Linked DNA regions of Zea mays: region 2 is linked to region 1. Evidence: chromatin contacts called from public Hi-C data. All regions are on one chromosome and are shown on one strand. The core of a region is the stretch at or near the end of the contact, and the rest is flanking DNA. Distances in the headings are between cores, read along the strand shown.

What was found. A called contact is a pair of places that touch in the nucleus more often than the background predicts.
Region 2: a Hi-C map of bundle sheath shows a contact between it and region 1, with 6 times the contacts expected there. The contact joins the promoter of LOC100274999 here to the promoter of LOC103632716 in region 1. A contact is called at or near these places in 12 of 25 Hi-C or Micro-C datasets (bundle sheath, ear, endosperm and 5 more).

The regions. Positions count from the first base shown.
Region 1 is chr7:112,561,402-112,567,789 of Zm-B73-REFERENCE-NAM-5.0, reverse strand. It overlaps LOC103632716 (vacuolar iron transporter 1.2-like), which reads right to left and starts at 3,191. Exons shown (of 3, transcript NM_001319724.1): 1 at 2,779-3,191; 2 at 1,858-1,943; 3 at 1,089-1,733. The coding sequence starts at 3,032. The coding sequence ends at 1,318.
Region 2 is chr7:112,723,339-112,729,726 of Zm-B73-REFERENCE-NAM-5.0, reverse strand. LOC100274999 (protein trichome birefringence-like 14) reads left to right here and starts at 2,577. Exons shown (of 6, transcript XR_004851498.1): 1 at 2,577-2,877; 2 at 3,609-3,860; 3 at 3,980-4,096; 4 at 4,473-4,668; 5 at 4,739-5,810; 6 at 6,018-6,318.

The DNA of each region.
Region 1 (6,388 bases), core at 1,942-4,441:
TGATATACCATGGAGTCCACAAGAATCCGAGCCCATGATTGCCAAAATCCAGCAACTTGGAGGAGGAAGGCCGGCACCCTATCTCTCCATCCAGACATCCAGTGCAGTGCTGCCTCGCCGCCAATGCATGCTGCCCATCACATGTGCTAAAGTCAGGTACATGTATGATTCACCACCCACGGCCTCGGCCACCACCCTTGTTCGTCTCGCATCTTCCAAACCCCAGCTGCCCCTCTCTATCTTTCTTCCTAATGGAGGTCTACCTGGACGTACGCTCCACACAAGTCCACAACCGCATCCTACCCTACGTACTCGGCCTACTTGCGATGTCACTTCTTTGTGTCACACGTACAGCGGTGGTACCATGCATGGGCGGGGGGAGCTGTAGAAGAAAGGCGACTCGTTGCTCGCTCACTGTCACTGAGGAAACGCTCTAGCTGCTCCTTTGAGTCCTGCTGATTGGGTTTTGGGATGTTGATTGGTGAGAATTGAGAGTGCGTATCATGAGCTATACTGCACCATCAGAGTTTTCCTTTTACCTCACACAGATATGAAAAGGCGAATTTGGCGGTATAGTGTAAAGTTATACTGATCCCACACTTTATACCAACTAATTACAAATTTACAACCTGATGAAAAAAGGCTGCTGCCAACAATTGGCCTACTGGTCCTTTTGTTTCTGTTGCATCAGCAGATTTTACCTCCCAACTTTTATTTTCTTTACTTCCACCTTTGCAATGGCCGGCCAGTTGCCCACTCAATCAGCACGAGGTTTCGATCCCCTTTTTTCTTTTTTTTTACTCGGCGTTGCCTCTCGGTGAACTTGAGAAGACAGAATCAGATGTCCTATTACATTATCTTATTATCAGCAGATTTGCGGGGAAGTTTTTTCTTTCGAGAAGGATTTACAGGGCAGTTAGGAACACGCTTCTAGAAATCCTTGCTAGGTGTACTACTAGGTAGTAGTAGTAGTTGAGGAGAAAATAGAGGCAAAGCCCAAAGCGGAACCCAGTTTGGGCCTCCGGTTGCCGAATTACACAGCCCAACATCAGTCATTTAATTTACCAGTAGATAGATAAAAACAAATGGATCCAAAGCCCAGCGGGTCACAGTTTGGAATCGACTTGACCTAAATAATAATCCACATCTGACAATAGTACACCACGCAGCCATCAAACAAAGAAGCAGTGACCGTAGCCACGTATGCATATAGAGCTGCACTTATTTTCCCTCGCCAACCTAGCCGGCCGGTGATGATTGATATGGGGCATGCGGCGACCGGCCTGCTTCACTATTTTTGCTGCATCACACCAGTCTTCATATGGACTGCACGGCCCTGGCCATGGCGAAGGCGGCGGCGGAGGCGAGCGCGCCGACGACGGTGGTCTGGACGGCGCTGAAGAAGGGGCGGTCGCCCGTGAAGCGGCCCTTGACGAAGCCGAAGAAGAGCAGCGCCGCGAGCGTCACGGCGACGGACACGGCCATGGCGCGCGCGGCCTCCGGCACGAACATGTAGGGGAGCAGCGGCACCAGCCCGCCCGCGACGTAGGACAGCGCGATGGTGGCGGCGCTCACCAGCGCGCGCCGGGGCTCAGGCCTCTCCAGCCCGAGCTCGAACTTCATCATGAACTCCAGCCACGCCTTGGGGTTGTTGCGGAGGGAGGTCACCACGGGGCCGTACTCCTCCGGGCCCAGCCCGTACTGCGACAGGATGTCGGCGATCTCGGCGGCCTCTGCATTATTTGCATGCGAAATGTACAGGACGGACGAGGCGATGGTCAGACGACCTTACTACATATGCATTAGCCGTCTGAAGAGAAGAAGGTGAGCTCGTCGCGGGCGGTTGCGTTTGCTTACCGACGTCGGGGACGGTGTCGATCTCGTCCTGCTCGCGCTGCAGCTCCCGGTTGTAGTGGTCAGCCTCGCTCTTCGCCGCCAGGTACCTGAACGCACGCACAGCACAGCAACTGAAGAGGTTAGTTTTGGTGGGTGGGTAGCTGGGCTCAAACGTCATTTATTTGGGTCAGATTCGTGCGGGCCGAATTGCGTGAGTGCAGGCCCACAAGCTGTTGGAAACACAAACAAACAAATGAATAAAATAGCAGTTCGCAATTTTGGATCGCAATTTTTCTGAATTCTTGTCTCTTTCCTGACCAGTGACCAGAGTGCTGCACTGCAGAGAGCAGTAATTGCATCTGTGGATTTTTTTTCTTCCTGTGGAAGAAATATGACGCTAGTTTGCCTTATAGAACTTATGCTTCTGGAAGAGAAGTATTGTATTTACAAACGTCTAGCTATGTTTAGTCATGTTTGTACTGAGTCGTCATATATACATTTCGATACCAAAAACACACACTTTCAGACGTGTCCGGAGGCCCAAAAGTACTTCAAATTTCAGAGAGTGTGTTATGCATGTAACGAGTATCCATCGGAAAATGTTTCCGAGCATGAGAAACGCCCTTTTATAAATTAATTAACTGGCGATCAGGAGTTTTAATTAGCAACTGATTACGTTTGCATAAACGCGCTGTAATGCGCAGAAGAATACGAAACTGAAACCAACAGCTGCATGCACGATCTGTAACGTTGGGAAGAAACAAGGGCATGTGAAGCCAAGATGAGCTCAGCACCAGCCATCAGTTATGCTAATACGCATGTCGGGTTGCTGACCGCACCGCGGCACCAGTGAACTGAAGAAGCAAATCGAGAGAGAGAGAGATGCGGTCTCGGATGGAGCATGCATGCGCGGAAGAGAATGGGGATCCATGCGAAGCTTACCCTCCGAGCCCCATGGAGATGGCGCCGGCGGCGACCTCGGCGAGCCCCGCGGTGAGCACGAGCGCGGAGGAGGCGTTGGCGCCGGACAGCCCCGCGGCGAGCGCGAAGGGCACGGTGAGGCCGTCGGAGACGCCGATGATGATGTCCCGGACCACCTCGCCCGCTGTGAAGTGCTTCTCGGTGTGCTTCTCCAGCAGAAGCTGCTGCTTCTCCTCGTCCTGCACCAACGTCGTCTTGCCGCCGTTCAGCGCCATCTCTTCTCGCACGCTCAAGACTCAAGAGGGGGAGGGGGAAAAAAGATCGCGCGCTATTAGCTAAGCGTTCGTTTGATTAGTCTTGGAGTGATTAATCAGCCTGTGGGCTGTGGTGTTTGTGCTAAGATCTTGCTGCTAGCTGCGAGGTTTTCTGTTGGTGAGGCGAACGCTGAGCTGGGAGGGGCATTTATAGGGGTTAGCTAGCTCGGGCGGAAATGACCAACTTGGACATGGGGTGGTAGTCGATGTTGCTTTTGTGGTTTTGGAGTGGGTGGCTGTGGCTTCACAAAGATTCAAACCAGTGTGAATGTCTGGTTTCTCTTTCGCACCTGACTTCATATTTTTTAGAATTTTTTTTATAAAAACATGTTTCAGATCCCTAAAAAATCCATTCTAGATGTCATTTTAATTTTGACATTCCGCCTTAAAATAAGTTTAGTGCAGGGACCAAGCTTCTACTCATTTTTTTCTTCACAACAAAAAGAATCCAAAAAGTTTAGTGTAGGGACCAAACTTCTACAAAAAAACATATCATGTTTTCTCAACCGATTCCACCTGTTTTCACTGAGTCACTAACGAAAGCTTAAGAATGACCACACCAGTTTTTAGACACCAATGATTTGAGAGATTTTTGCCATGTTTGTTTCAGCTTCTCGCCACCAAAAACTGTTGCGGACTAACAAACGCTCAGCTTTTCAGGCGACTTCTATAAAAATTAATTTGGTAAAAATAATCACTCTGAATGGTGAATCGTCGGGATACGATGAATTATACTGGTTTAGGCTTACGCCCTAGTCCAGTGTAGTGTTGATCGTAGTATTGGCTGGACAGTGTCACAAATTGTGCATGTGTATGAAGAAAGAGGGGCGTCCCTTTTATAGTTCAAGGGAACTTTACATAGGTGGTATGTTTTCCTCTAGAGAGAGAGGTCTGCTTCCTTGGGTACTGAAGCGTATCCTCGGGGTCCGTAGGGTCGAGTGTGGGTAGCTGTACTTCCGGCGTGGCGCACTGCGTCATCTGTCCGGTATGTAGGTCCCTGTAGCGAGTTTGATGGTGTCGTAGTGGCATGATGTGTTGCCCCGTCTTTCCTGGTGCGTGGATCACTATAGTGACTCCGGTGCTGAAGTCCCCCATGACCGAGGTTGACTGGCCCCACAAGGCAGACATGATGTGCTAGGGATCGTACATAGGGTTGAAAACGGACGAGTAAAATCCCGTCCTGGCCCATACCGTTTTCTACATTTGACCCGACCATTTTCGCATTTATGGAAAAATATGGAAACAGGACGGAAACAGTAGAGGGTTTATTCTATCCGTTTTTGCATGATCCTATTTTTATTTGCATTGAACCCGTATTTATTTCTTATTTGATAAATATGGGACAAGCCTAATATACATTAGTATATAAACTAAAGCCTCGTGTCTTTAGGTGACAAATTATAGCACAAGTGGTCATTGTAACCATCGGCTCTTTTCAATGACAAGTGGTCTAAAATCTTAAACAACACCGGATGTAGCTAAATGTACACCATTAGCAACCGAACAACAATAGAATGTTGCCTCTCTGTATCTATTTGTTTGATGTTATTGTACTGCCAATCAATCACTAGTCAAACATCAATATCATTTCTGTTTACATTAAATTATGAGTTTTCATGTAACACCTCGTCCAATCCCTGGACCGATGGTACTTACTCCTGGCAGCTCTTTAGGGTCATATATCGTCCCCACAGACCAACACGAGTCTTTTGTGTGCATTTTGTCCTCACTCATGCGCACCAGAGAAAACTTTCCGGTCGGTCACCCATCCCAAATTGCTCCAAGCCAAGCACGCTTAGCTTGGAGGTTTTTTCGAGATAGGCTTCCGAAAAAGAAGATTCACCTTGTTGGTATGGATAATTTATTAATTCTATTAAGTCTTGGACAAGGAAATCACCATCCCAGGGGCCAGATTATCACAATCCATTCCCTTAGAAGACCGACGTCCTCGTCGGTCAACCCCAATACAGGAACCTCCCCTCTTAGCCACGTCTGTGTGTCTAGTGTCGTCATATGCCATGCCATGTGACCACTCCGGGCCCACATGCGCCATATACCCGAACCCCCTAACCCACACACGCCCGTGAAATCGCGAGGGTCGGTTCTGATATCACTTGTAACACCCCGTCCAATCCTGGACATGCGGTACTTACTCCTGGCAGCTATCTAGGATCATATATTATCCCCACAGACTAACACGAGTCTTTTGTGCGCATTTTGTCCTCACTCATGCGCACCCGAGAAAACATCCCGGTCGGTCACCCATACCAAATTACTCCAAGCCCAACACACTTAACTTGGAGGTTCTTTCGAGATAGGCTTCCGAAAAAGAAAATGCACCTTATTGATATGAGTACACTATTAATTATATTAAGCCTTGAGCCAGGATATCACCATCCCAAGGGCTAGGATATCACATTTCGTTAGTATTCCTATTTTCGTTTGTTTTCGCAATTCCGTTTATCCTCGCTCCTGTTTCTGTTCCCGACTATTCCGGACCCGATCCCGTTTCCGATGATAAAATGCAGATACGAAAACGGGAGGGTATTTCGTCCATTTCCGTCCGTTTTCATACCTAATCGTACATGCTGGCATACCGTCACGTTAACGGGGGCTCCTCGACGCCCCCTTTTGGTACGTCGTACTCATGGTCCGGACGTGGTTAGGTGATGATGTGTCTTGTCCTACTGACGTGAGTCGATAGTTCTGGGTCGGTCGCTCCGCCTCGCTTGGTCATTCGACAGGGACTTGGTCGGTCGCTCTGCCTCGCTGGGTTGCTTGGCAGTGACTTGGTCGACAAATGGGCCAGAAGAAGTTGCAGGCCTACCTTTAGGTACCATGTTCTTAGGTAATAGACAAATCCAATAATAAAATATGAATCACTTTCTAGATATTGGTTTTAATTTATGGGATCCAAATAGGCTCTAAATGAAATCAAAGGTGTTATATGAAGAAGGACATGTGCTAAACTCAGACTCCTTAGTAAATACTTATTGATTGTCTGATCAAATATAAAAAGGCTCTTTACTTATATATCCCCGTGTACAAGAAAACAGAACCAAAACCCAACTACTCTACCAAGGTATAAAATCTTAACAAAATACAACTCTTTTTTATATAATAGGACTTAGCTATACCTATGTGTCGGAGAGCAAGTCTCCGGCCGGGCGGCGGAGTGCACCCGCCCTAAATCCTAAGATGAGGAGGGGCCTAAGCGTTTTGCTTGTTAGTTGGAAAGTGGGAAGAACACAAGAACACATAAAGATTTAGAGTGGTTCGGGCCGCCGGAGCGTAACACCCTACTCCACTATGTGATG
Region 2 (6,388 bases), core at 1,328-3,827, 160 kb before region 1:
TCGCTCTTCAGTGTGAGTTCGCGATGAAGGACCTAGGGCCTCTCCACCACTTCCTCGGGATCACCGCCGAGCGGCGGCCTCAGGGTCTCTTCCTCCACCAGCACCTGTATGTACTAGACATCCTGGAGCAGGCTGGCATGTCTTACTACAAGCCCTGCTCCATGCCTGTTGACATTCATACAAAGCTCTCTAAGGACAATGCCCCCGGTCATTGATGCAACAGCAGATCGAAGCCTCACCGGCGCTCTCTAGTGCCTGACTTTCTCCTGGCCCAATATTGCTTACGGTATCTAGAAGGTGTGCCTTCACATGCACACCCCACGAAAGCCCCACCTCACCACTCTCAAGTGGATCCTTCGCAACCTACGTGGATCCTTCGCTACCTACGTGGCTCCATCGACTATGTCCTTCTCCTTCGACCCTCACCAACATTAGAGCTCGTGGTCTACACCGATGCTGATTAGACTGGTTGCCCCGACACACGTCAGTCCACCTCTGTTTACATCGTGTTCCTGGGCGCCAACCTTGTTTCCTAGGCCACGAAGCGGCAGCCCATCATCTCCTGCTCTAGCGCCGAGGGCGAGTACCACGCTACGGCCACCAAGGCCTTCTGGCTCCGTCGGCTTCTCTATCGAGCTCCACAACCCCCTCGAGCGCTCCACCCTCGTCTATTGCATTCTCAGCATCCCAGCCACGTCGCAGTTCGCTGATATCTTCACCAAGGGGCTATCGTCGAGTGTATTCACTATGTTTCGATCCATTCTCAACACCTATACAAGATAGAGTTGAGACTGAAGGGCTGCTGTTAGAGTTAGGGTAGTATATCTCTGTATTTACCTATCTACCCCTCTTGTAATGTGCTTTGGCCACCTAACTCACATATATAATATTCACCCAACCTAGGATTAGAGTTAGGGGTTCCCACACCATCGTTGATCGTGGTTAGGACTCAGGTGGTCACGACGCGAGCTACGCCGACTCAAGCCTAGGCTCAGGGGCCCTGATTCATCCTCACGCCGCGCTGGCTAGACGCAGGGTCGCATCGGCCCCTCCGTCTTAGTCGTAGGCCACAACAATTTCAACACAGCGAACTTCGTTATCTACTTACCCGACCCGGTTCAAAACTCATATCAGTAGGAGGAAAAGGGTCGAGGACCCTGCCATCTTCAAGAGCCTCAAAATGCGGCGGACTGACGCCATAGTCACTTGTCCCGTGGGTTCGATCATCAAGCCAGCGAAGGCGAAGCCTCCCCTCTACTACATCAACATCTTCTTCATCAATGGGGCGGGGGTTAGACGACGATCCCATCTCCAATGACAAGCCCACTGTATAGTGGGAGGAGCCTCTGCAGCGCGAGGCATGTCTCCGTCGGAATCGATGCCACAACGTCCATCGTCTCCAAGCTGCCGAGAATAGGACCCAACCTAGCCTATTCCCGGGACGAGGCATCCGAGGTCCGGAATACCTAGACGAGCGTAGATTCTGCATGCAAAGGAATGCCTACCTCCTGAACCGCTGCATCGCTCAAGAGCACAAGCGCGAGATGGATGAATGCAATGTCAGACTCTCGTGCGATCATCTGCCTCTCCCACAAAACCTGTAGCTCAAGTTCTCTTGGGCCTTGCAGACTCCAATCTAGATTAGTGGAGTACTAGCTTGGACTGCCAATGACTTACCTCACATGCCCGACATGTAGGGTTGCCGATAGATCCTCACTCGGGCAGCAAATCACCTTCTTTCGTTGGCCCATCCAGAGGATGACATGCCCTACCTCATCAACAATCATCGAGACGTGTGGAGCAACATTATTGAGGCGTCGTGTGCGCGGCAGCATGAAAAAAGAGCTAAGGAGCCGCCTCTCTCTCATGCCTATACGAGTTAAGTGCTCATGCATGATTTGGAGTCTGATCATAGAATCATAGAACAAACTGAAATGCACGACACAATAGTTTATATATCTCTAAACAATAATTTATATATCTCTAAACATTTGGTATGGTCTCCACATGAGTAGGCGAGTAGCATGCGCACATAGTTCGGTTGCTAGATAAATTTAAACACATGATGTGATTGCTAATAAACCTTCAAAATCATCTAAATATTTACGTAATAAGTAGTATAATATATGAATGTGTTTGATACAATAAAAGTGTGCTTAACAAAAAAACTATTATATTCTTTTAGATAAAAGAGTTCTTTTTATATCGTTGTGAGTTGTGAAAAAAATATTATAATATGTGAATCGAAAAAAATGCTTCTATAAACTATATGTCATAAAAAAAGTATAGCTTATTTAGCCAAAACAATTATAAAACACACAATCCTCTCTATATCTTTCTTAAAACAACTAAAATATCTCTACATTTCAATTAATTCAAAGAGGTTAAATGTTGAAAGCAGAATGCTAAAGTGATATAAAAAAATACTATGTAAAATGAGCTGCGCCTAAAAAGTGCCATCAGATTTTATTTATTTTAAACAGTAGAAATAGGTAGAAGTGGAATGCCCATTGGCCGGCGTGCCACGAGCCCACGACGGCCCACGTTCTTGCATGTTTTGAAGGGAAGAGACATTTCTTAGCGGAGAATTGAAGCCACCGCCCACCGGACCTGGCGCACCGCGCACGACACCAAAGTACCAAACGCTTGGGAGCTTTGGACTCTACACCGCGCATAGATCGTGGGCATCGCGACACCTCACCTGCCCCCCTGCGGCCGCCGTCTCTCCTCGCCGGTTACCCCTTGCTGCCCGCTCCCCTGCGCCTCGCCTTTCTCGCCCTCTTTCCGCCTTTCTCACACGTGCCCGCCTTCTCCGCCCCTCTCCTCACCAGCGGTGGCGTCGACCGGCAGCGGCGTTCAACTGCGCCCCACGAGCAGGTGAGCCCGTCCAACGCTCTGCCTCACCAACCCGCACGCTGAATTCCTCGTTCCAGCGATTAATTTGTAGCCTCGGATCTCATTTTGCGTCGTCGCGCCGCGGAGAGTTATCTGTCTCTTTAATTTTCGTGCTGTGTTGTTTTTCGCGGTGGATCTCGCCCGCGACGCACTCCCCACGTAGATGCTGAATACATTTCGATTGGGCGCCTTTGTCTGGATGTTGGATCATTAGGTGTGGAACGACTATTAGCCTTGCCTGTTGCGGCGGGGATTTGATAGCGAAATTCTGCAGCGATGCGAGTGCTGACTCCTGCAATCGGGGGGTGTTTGTCGATTCGAGGTTCTGACTGGTCCCGGAAGAGGCCAGTGTCACCATCGTTGGCAGACTTCGTGAATCGGTCAGCAGAGGAACGGCCTGTCTGCTTGCTTAGTGCTCCAGGTTTTGGTGTCACTATCGCTCGGAATGGAAGGATATTTCCCTTTTCAGCTCAATGCTTGCTAGTGGCCTCTGTGTTCCCCATGTTTCCATGTATATTGCGTATTGCTAGACGTTACTGTTTGCTGGTTTCGTAGATGAATGTCGCATCTGATGTGCTCTTGTTAGAATTGAGATGAGCAATGCACTGCTTAAGTTCTTAAGTTGGGCATCTTGAGTTTTGATGCCAGTTTAACCTGTGACATAACCTCAATAGTGACTGGGCATTTTCTGGATTTGGACCTGAACTGTGCAGGTTTCTTGGCCCCGTCGACTTCCAGTGAGTTCAGTTTAGCTCAGTAAGCATCTGATCAACTTCGAGGTGCCAGACAGATCCTATGCTGCCTTACTGGGATGAAAGGTGGCTGTCTGCATAGGCTCCTTGTCCACAAGCTATGCTTTGGCCTGAGTATTCTCACTGTGCCGATTATTGTTCTGTTACTGGAAGGAGCCCCAGTACTCACTATCTTCAGCCCAACACCAGGGCAATTAAAAGTTCTCTCTCAAGGTAGTCTGACATCTGTATATTTTTGGCTTGTCGCCTTATCTACCAATTCATAATTTACACTCTGATTGTTGGGGACTTGTTGTTTTCAGAATTTACACTCTGATTCTTCTTGGCATCAGGTTTTCTACATCAGCAGGAGCAGGAACATCTTGGAGATGATGGAGCAACCCTAGCTGGATCTCCAGGTCCAGCTTCCAGGAGCCGCTCGCAAAAAAGTAGGGGCAAAGTGATGAAAAGTAATTTCTTTTGTGCAGTGTGACTAAATACTTATTGGTTTTGTTGTGTGCCCCTCTTCTGGTTCGTGCTTGCTGACTTACCTGAAGCCTTGGAAAGCATACTTCTCGTAGTGCTTATTTTCAAATCAAACGATCTGTGATTCTGTGGTTGAGTCATGTTTACACATTAAAGCCCCATTTATCTGCTTTTGCATAATTGAAGGTTGTTGTTACATCCTAGAATGTAACTATGCAGAGCGATGCCATTTTATTATTGTTTATTCATCTCAACCATTGGAAATCACAATTTTATGCTGATGATAAGGTGTTTTCGCAAACATGTAATTTGCTGATATCAAATTTCTTTGCCTCATATAATGATTCTATTACTTCGTAGATTGCAACTACGCAAAGGGGAAGTGGATAGAAGATGATAAGCGGCCGCTGTACTCTGGTAATGAGTGCAAACAATGGCTGTCAAAAATGTGGGCTTGTCGAATGATGCGGCGCACACATTTCTCTTATGAGAATTACCGGTGGCAACCACATGACTGTGAGATGCCTGAGTTTACAGGGCCTAAGTTCTTAAAAAGGTATCTTACTTCATTTTTCTGCATACCTTAATGAGATCTGGATTATGCTAACATATTTTTGGGATTTCAGGATGAGAAACCGAACTCTTGCTTTTGTTGGTGATTCACTTGGCAGACAACAATTTCAGTCAATGATGTGTATAGCAACTGGTGGCAAATACAGTCCAGAGGTTGAAGATGTTGGTTGGAAATATGGCCTTGTCAAAGCCCCAGGTGCTCTAAGACCTGACGGGTGGGCTTATAGATTTTCGTCCACCAACACAACTATCCTTTTCTACTGGTCTGCTACTCTGTCTGAATTGGAACCTCTGAATACAGAACACACAGTTACCAGATATGCATTGCATCTTGATCGACCAGTTACATTTTTGAAGGAGTATCTTAATGACTTTGATGTCCTAGTACTTAACACTGGCCATCACTGGAACAGAGGGAAATTCAATGGAAATCACTGGGAATTGCATGCTGACGGGAAGCCTGTAGGCAATGGTAGTAGACTCGCAGACCTAAACCGTGCAAAAAATCTTACATTGTATAGCATTGCTAGATGGATGGATTCAGAACTCACACGGCATCCTAAGATGAAAGTTTTCCTCAGGACAATTTCACCAAGGCACTTTGTAAATGGTGACTGGAACACAGGTGGAACATGTGGAAATACTGTCCCCTTTACTAATGGAAGTGAAGTGTTGCAGGATCATTCAATTGATATACCCGCAGAAAATGCTGTGAAGGGAACTCGGGTTAAGCTTTTGGATATCACTGCTATCTCAAAACTACGGGATGAGGGGCATATCTCAAACTCTAGTTTCAAAAAGGCTTCCACCGGAATTAATGATTGCTTGCACTGGTGCTTACCTGGTATACCAGACATGTGGAATGAGCTTCTCTTTGTACAGATTTAGTATCACCCTCTGGTTAGGCAGATCTTTTTCAGAGCCCCAAGGATCTCCGCTGTTCATAGCATAGAAGTAAAGTTTATGGAATTTTGGGTCGCCCATATGGAGGTGTTCACAAGATGATACTATTGATTTCTATGAAGTACGAAATTTACAGTGTGGAACAGATTATTCCAACTTCCTTTCGGAGCAGAGTAGATGGAGGTGTTGCCCAGCCCAATCTGACTATCGAGTATTCTTCAGGCACGTTGAACTTTGTTTCTACTTTTACCTTACTGTAAAACCCTACCACGGTTTACCATGTGCAGCATATATCCTTCAGAAAAATGTTCATACCTGTTGGTCGTAATTATATTTGTTCATTCAGATGAAATTAAAACTTCAACATCCGATTGATTTGTCATTTGTGTGAGCTCAAAGGCTTCACTCTTGTCTGTGTAACATTTTCAGTGATAGATGACCTGATATACCATGCATCTTATACCTATATGACACACCTAGGGCCCGGACGGACGACCTCGTCTGGATGTAGCCCGTGCGAAATGGGGGACCGCATGGGCGCATGGCATGTGAAAGGAGGCCAGTGCTGCCAGCTTACCGCGACGACTGATTCGTTATTCGAGTTATTTACAAGTACCTAATATATCTAGATGATACATTTGCAACATGCATCAAAATTTGCTGAAACATTTCGAATGTGTTTGTAACATAAGTATAGTTATTACAATAGACTCCCTCGGTTCGTTTTTTATTTGTTGTCTGTTAGCACAGAGCTGAATAGGGTGGCGTTTGGTTTGCGAAATATAACGTAAATGATAATG